2 separate regions of the Sus scrofa genome follow, and region 1 is linked to region 2. Evidence: chromatin contacts called from public Hi-C data. All regions are on one chromosome and are shown on one strand. Each heading gives the region's core, a stretch centred on a gene start, on an enhancer-like site or on the middle of the called end of the contact. The rest is flanking DNA. Distances are from core to core; before and after follow the strand shown.

Region 1 (3,531 bases), core at 893-3,392, 160 kb before region 2:
CTTTTTTGGAGTTCCCGTTGTGGCACAGAGGAAACTAATCTGACTAGGAAAGATGAGGTTGCAGGTTCGATCCCTGGCCTCGCTCAGTGGGTTAAGGATCCGGCAGTGCCGTGAGCTGTGGTATAGGTCGAAGAGGTGACTCGGATCCCAAGTTGCTGCACCTGTGGCATAGGCTGGTGGCTCCAGCTCTGATTAGACCCCTAGCCTGGGAACCTCCATATGCCACAGGTGTGGCCCTAAAAAGACAAAAAAACAAAAAAACAAAAAAAAAAAGAACCTCATTCTTTTTTTTTGCCAAAAAGTCCATTGTATGGATATACCACATTTTATTTATATACTTGTCAGTTGGACATCTGGGTTGTTTCCACTCTTTGGCTATTACAAATAATATTGCTATGAACATTCATATGTAATTTTTTGTGTGTATGGATGTATTTTCAGTTCTCTTTAGAATATACCTAGGAGTGGAATTCCTGTGTCATTTCATAATTCTATGTTATCTTTGTTTTTAACTTCAGGTCTCTATTTAAATGGATACAGTGTCAATCTCCAGTCTTTTTCCCATGCTATTCTTTTTTTTTTTTTTTTTTTTTTTTTTTTTTTTTTTTTTTTTTTGTTGTTTTTTCTTCCGGCATATGAGTTCCAGTAGGGTCGAATCGGAGCTTAGCCAGCCTACCAAGCACAGCACGCATCGGCATCTGCAACCTACCCAGCTCACCCGGATCCTTACCACTGACAGGCAACAACCCACTCATGTTCCTATCGAATCATTAACTGGCCACATCTGTCTTTTTTTTAAGCCAAGTTTTACTTGTTTAAATTTCATCATCCATCTCCATATTTTTTTTTCAAGGATATGTATGTGCTGTATTCCCTGACTTCTGAGTGCTTGAGAATATGTCTTTTGCCTTTAATGCAAAAGATAATTTAGCCACAAAATTTTGGGGTCTATCTTTCTTTCAAAAGTTTTTAATCACTATGCTCTCATTATTCAGACTAAAAACATCACTATGTAGAAGTTTGAAGCTAGTGTGCACTTTCCCCTGTGGATAACTGTATGGCAAGCATGCCCTACACACTACAAACATGTAGTATGAAAAGGATGGTCTTGTCAATAAAGGGTACTGGAGCAACTGGATGTTTGCAAGAGAAAAAAATGAATCTGGACCCCAAGCTCACACTTCTTACACAAAAATAAAATCCAGATGTATTGCAGATCTAAATGTGAAAAGTAAAACAGTATAACTTTTTTCTTTTTTAAACAGCATAACTTTTAGAAGAAAACATGGGAGAACAGCTAAACAAGCTTGGAAATGGCAATAAACTTTTAAAGAGAACACAGAAAGGATTAACCACAAAGGCAAAAAGACTATAAAGTCAAGAAGAAAGAATAAAAGTTTGTTTTTTTCAAAGCTGATTTAAAGAATAATAGATATGAAACTGCTTTGTAAATAAGGGATATATAAATGTCAGCTTATTTAACTTTACTGGACAAAAAGAATGCATGAAAAATTATCATAAAATGAAAACTTGGGTTAAAAAAATACTACCAGTCTGGGTCCAATCAGGAAAGATAAATCAGAGAGTAATTTGAACTGAAAAAGTTTACTATAAAAAATCATTAGGTCATGCAGTGGGTTAAGAATCTGGCACTGTGACTGCTGTGGTTTGGGTTTGATCCCTGGCCCTGGAACTTCTACATGCTGTGGGGGCGGCCAAAAAAAAAAAAAAATCGTTAATTATAAGAGGAAATTGCAGTAGTGAGAGATGGCTAGTAGTAAGCAAAGCTAACTCTAGAGAATACAGAAATAGCATATGTAAGGAACAGCTACTACGCCTAAGATGGAGATAGAAACTAAAAGGAGAGGTCCCAGCCAGGGCTGACAGCCAGACCCTTGTGGAGGGGGCATGACCAAAGCTCATCAAACAGTAGGTAAGTTACTGGGCTGCCACCCCTGAAGAGCTCAGTGAAAATCCACCCCTAGTAGCTTGTGCTTAAACTACCTTCTAGGATGCCAGGAAAAGCTTATTACATGGAGGCAGGAGCTAGGGGCCACTAGTGCTGCTGACTGCATGACTGCAGGAGCTGGCACTGGAGAAGCTGAGTAAGCTTCTGGATCTGAGCACTGGGGGAAGTTTCATAAACAGGGCAGAAGATGGATGAACCACTTGCACTGCAAGAGCCAGGCACTGAAGCCAAGCTGACACACCAGAACTAGGAAGGAAAATCCTTTCTCTTGCAGTGTCTCTCCAGTGCCCTCTACTGACCAAGCTGAACATCCAGCTAAGCTATTGAAGGAAACATTTAAAGGGCCCAGGCCCACTTTCACAGAGCATGCAATGAATTTGAATTTGAAGATGAGAGGTAATAAATTAATAACTATATCGATAACAGTTGATAACAATTATAAAACTATGTTTTCGCCAATCATTTCTGCACAAAACTATGTTTAGTGCGGGTTCCCCCAGCACCAAAATAAGTTTTAAGATGGTAAAGTAATGGGAGTTCCCACTGTGGCACAATGGAAACGAATCTGACTAGGAACCATGTGGTTGCGGGTTCAGTCCCTGGCCTTGGTCAGTGGGTTAAGGATCCAGTGTTGCTGTGAGCTGTGGTGTAGGTTTCAGACAGGCTTGGATTCCGTGTTGCTGTGGCTTTGGTGTAGGCCGGCAGCTACAGCTCCAATTTAACCCCTAGCCTAGGAACCTCCATATGCTGCAAGTGGGGCCCTAAAAAGACAAAAGACAAAAAAAAAAAAAAAAAAAAAAGATGGAAAGTAATGGATTCTTTCTTCTTTTTTTAATATTTTCTACAATATGGGTATTCAGTTTTTATAACTTAAAGTTAAAATATTGGTAATATAGATGAATGATAGAAAATAAAGGCTAAATTATTTCCACTACGGGTTTAACTGGACTTTGGAGTGCCCCAGAAAATTCAATTAAAACATTATTTTTCCAAAAATAAAAACTAGAGATTCATTCATATACCACACAATACTGTTCTAAAACATTAGGAAGTTCCCATTGTGGCTCAGCAGGTTACAAACCCGACTAATACCCACGAGGATGTGGGTTTGATCCCTGGCCTCTCTCAGTGAGTTAAGGATCCTGTGTTGTTATGAGCTATGGTGCAGATTGCAGACACGGCTCAGATCCTGCAGTGCTGTGGCTGTGGTGTAGGCTGGCAGCTGCAGCTCCAATTTGATCCCTAGCCTGGGAACTCCATATGCTGTGGGAGCAGCCATAAAAAGCAAAAAAACAAAGCAAAACAAAACAAAATTTTATAGAGGGAATCCTGTTTGGATACAGAGTTAAATGATTTTTTTTTAATCTGAAAATTATAATATTTTTATACCCACAAACACATCTTTGAATTCTTGCCCCCAAATTATAGGCAAGGCTGGTATTTCAGTAATTTCAAGATTTCTTAACAGGTAAAGCTATCTTTTACCAAGTGAAAAGAACTCAAGTATCAAAATATAGAAAAGAAGGTGGCGGTGGTGGGGGGCGGTTAATGTGCCAAAGAGT
Region 2 (3,242 bases), core at 415-2,914:
GGCATGTCCAGATGTCTTAGGCAAGGCCTTCCTGCGCCTCGAGGAATAAAAGTTTAAGATGAACATTGATGGGGAAATTCATTTTTGCCCGTAAAGTTGACAAACCCTGAAAAACACTGATGATCAATGTCCAGGGTTGATGAGGTGGCTGGAGTGTAATCTGCTGCGGCTTTTATGGAGCTCGATGGACAGACTCCATCCAAAGATAAAATACACTTACCTTGGGGTATTTGGCTCAGGGGCTCATCTCTTGGAATTTACCCAAGAGAAACACCTATACACGAGCAAAAAGAGGATGGGAAAAAGATGTTTATTGCAGGATTGTTCATAAGAGTGAAACATTGCAGGAAAGAGTACAAGAGTAGGAGATGGTACATTCTTTCTGTGCAACGCCACGCAGCCACAGGGGCCTGCCGCCCTGTGAACTTGGACTTGTGTGCCGTCCGAGAGCGGGAGGCTGAGCATGGGCGTCCCTGGGCCTTCCTGCATTCCACGTGACCTGGGGACTGAACTGAGAGCCAGCGAGCTCATAGGCCCTGGGACGGTAAGGATGGGCAGGGGTCTGGATGGGGAAGAAGGCAGAGACCGCGGTTCTGCTGGTGGAGCCAGATGAGCCCTGGCCACCAATGGGGGCCTGGCCTGGAGACCTCCTGGGAGGAAACTGGCATCTCCCGGAGAGGCAGATGGTGCTACGGAGGATGGCATCTGCCTCTTCCAGGCAGTCCTGCATCTGCCTGGCTGCTCACTTGCAGGCCCCCTCCACACACACCCACACCCACACCCACACCCACACCCACACAATGGGGAGGCAGCAGAGGTGGAAGCTACCTGAGGGCTGGAGGGATTTACAAGGCAGACTGAATAGTACCCAAAGAGGCTGTTTAAATGATCGGATCAGGCCCAGCTTCAAACCCCATTAGATGACATTATGTAATTTTTTCCTGCTGACCAAGGCAGGAGGGTTGGGGAGGAAAGTCGGATTAGTAACAAACAAAATAATTACAGCTTCCTGGTGCACGGGTGCACCCGGCGAGCCGCATTTTGTGACCCTGAAGCATCTGCCCTTCATTCTTTGGGTTTCTTCTGCCTGGTGTGCTCTCCCTCCCTCCCCCTGGCTGCCTCCTTCTCACCTCTCGGTTTGCCCTGACAGCCCTCCTCAGGGCTGCCCTTGAACTTCTAGACTGGCTTCCGCGCCCAAAGCATCCTTTCATCACATTATCCAGGGCACCGTGTTGCCCTGCTTGCCTTCCCCAGCAGACTGTGAGCTCGGGGTGGGCGTTGGGGGGGGCAGAGGCCGTCTGCTAATCATCAAGGAACCCCTAGCTTGGCACTTAGCACCTGCCAGGTGCTCAGTTAATGTTTGTCGAATAAATGTGTGATTAAAGGAATGACTGAGAAAGAGGGGCTGCCTTTACCAAAGACCTGGGGACTCTGCGACCTTGGGACAGACGTTTCTTCTCCTTGGCCTCTGTTTTCCATCTCCAATGAGGTGAGGCTCTCCGACAACCCTGGCCACCCACGTCCTCCTTCAGAGCCCAAGATAGACGGCAACGGGGCGGGAGCTCTGTCCTCGACTGCCCGCTGAGAAATCCCACACCAGACAACCCAGTCCGTGCAACCGCCCTGCCCACTGCCAGCTCAGCCTTTGCAAAATTCTGCTTCTTCCTCTTTCCAGACATGGCTCATGTCTGGCTCCTCGTCACACCCTCCTCCTGGAGGGATGCTGACTGCTTCCAGATGGGGCCGCCCCTGCCCCTTTGCTGGAGTCCAGCAGGCCGAGCCCCAGCTGGGGAGCTGCCCAAGGCCTCTCCCTGCCCCCCCACTTTCTCTGTGTGCTATTCTCCCCCCAGTCCTTTCTGGGTGTTTGTCTTTTGGCCTCTGTGCCTCTGGCTTTGTTATTTTTTTTCTCCCTCTGTCTTTCTCCACTTGCTCTTTGCATCTGTGGTTTCCTCTCTGTCCCTCTCTCCTTGTCTTGCTTTTTCTGGGTTCCTCTCTCCTGTTTCCTCTCTTGAGACCCCTTTCCCACCCCCGGGCCCCCTTCCCTTCCATGGGCCTCAGGCTCCTTAACCCAGCTGAGAGGTGACTCTTCCTCCCACAGCCCTTGCCCGGCTCCTGATCGAGGCCCGTGGAGGCCTGGTCAGCCTGAATCCCTCCCTCCTCTTAGTCAGATGCTGCTCCAGGACGGTGGCCGGGCCCGGCACAGTCAGGGGAATCGTGTTGGACCCAGAGTACCTGCGCCTGGCCTTCTTGAGGGGAGGGAGCCATGGCTGTGACTCATGGCCAGCATTGCCTGGGCCTTTTCCAGCCTGGAGATTCCTCACCCTGACACTGGGAGGCAGCCTGGCCCCCTTTCTGCCCCTGACTGCTCCGGAGCCCTGGCCAGGGAGAGGCCCCCCCAAACAAGGGCTGCACTCATGGGCCCCCCAAGGCGGCTGCCTTCCTCCACCAGCTCCCTCCTGCAGAGCCTGCTGGGAGCTGGGCTATTAGATATCAGGGCTGCTTCAGTGAGGGGATTTAGACCCCAGCCCTGAGCCAGAGGGATGTAAGAGGACCCAAGAGCCAGTGTGAGGCTGGAACGTGAAACCCGAGGCGGGAATTGAACACCTAACTTTCTGCCCTCTTGGATCCTAGGCTCTGCCTCCCACCAGTGGGGGAGTCCGAGGCAAATGGCTTCCCCTTTCTGAGCCTCTGTTTTCCTTCTTGTAAAACGGAAGACAACAGACTCCCTTCTGGAGCATTGTTGTGAGAATTAAACGTTTGAATGAAACACCCAACACTGAAGTCTCACAATAAATATTACTGGAGATAGAATCTCAATGGCTGATGAGGAAATGAGTTCAAAGTCAAAAGACCTGTGGAGTTCCGGTTGTGGCGCAGTGGAAGCAAATCCGACTAGGAACCATGAGGTTGCCAGTTCGATCCCTGGCCTTGCTCAGTGGGTTAAGGATTGGTGTGGCTGTGGCTGTGACATAGGCTGGTGGCTATAGCTTAGACCCCTAGCCTGGGAATCTCCATATGCCGAGGGTAGGTCCCGAAAAAGACAAAAAAAAAAAGACCTGTGTCAATGCAGACATACCTTCTCAGCCTGGCATGGGGGGTGACTCTCAAGAAGGGTTGAAAAATAAATAAATGAAAGGACGAGGGGATGAATGACTGAATCTCAGCCACTGATCCATGGTGGCTTTGCATAAATCACGAGACCTCAGCAAAATGGAGATGCAATTCCCACTTTAAAAGGTTGT

What was found. A called contact is a pair of places that touch in the nucleus more often than the background predicts.
Region 1: a Hi-C map of embryonic fibroblasts shows a contact between it and region 2, with 2.4 times the contacts expected there. The contact joins two enhancer-like sites. A contact is called at or near these places in 1 of 47 Hi-C or Micro-C datasets (embryonic fibroblasts) and 1 of 2 datasets of contacts at active chromatin or transcription factors (alveolar macrophages).

Annotation. Positions count from the first base shown.
Region 1 is chr9:11,055,237-11,058,767 of Sscrofa11.1, reverse strand. The region is part of intron 1 of ACER3 (alkaline ceramidase 3); the gene reads right to left. Among named protein-coding and RNA genes, the nearest start is that of ACER3, 72 kb to the right of the region's middle. Within about 2 kb of position 2,142, at least 16 of the 83 cell types and tissues checked have an H3K27ac peak or open chromatin away from gene starts, as enhancers often do. A contact at or near this core is called in alveolar macrophages and embryonic fibroblasts, where this site is marked.
Region 2 is chr9:10,894,238-10,897,479 of Sscrofa11.1, reverse strand. No RefSeq gene overlaps it. Among named protein-coding and RNA genes, the nearest start is that of TSKU, 31 kb to the left of the region's middle. Within about 2 kb of position 1,664, at least 16 of the 83 cell types and tissues checked have an H3K27ac peak or open chromatin away from gene starts, as enhancers often do. A contact at or near this core is called in alveolar macrophages and embryonic fibroblasts, where this site is marked.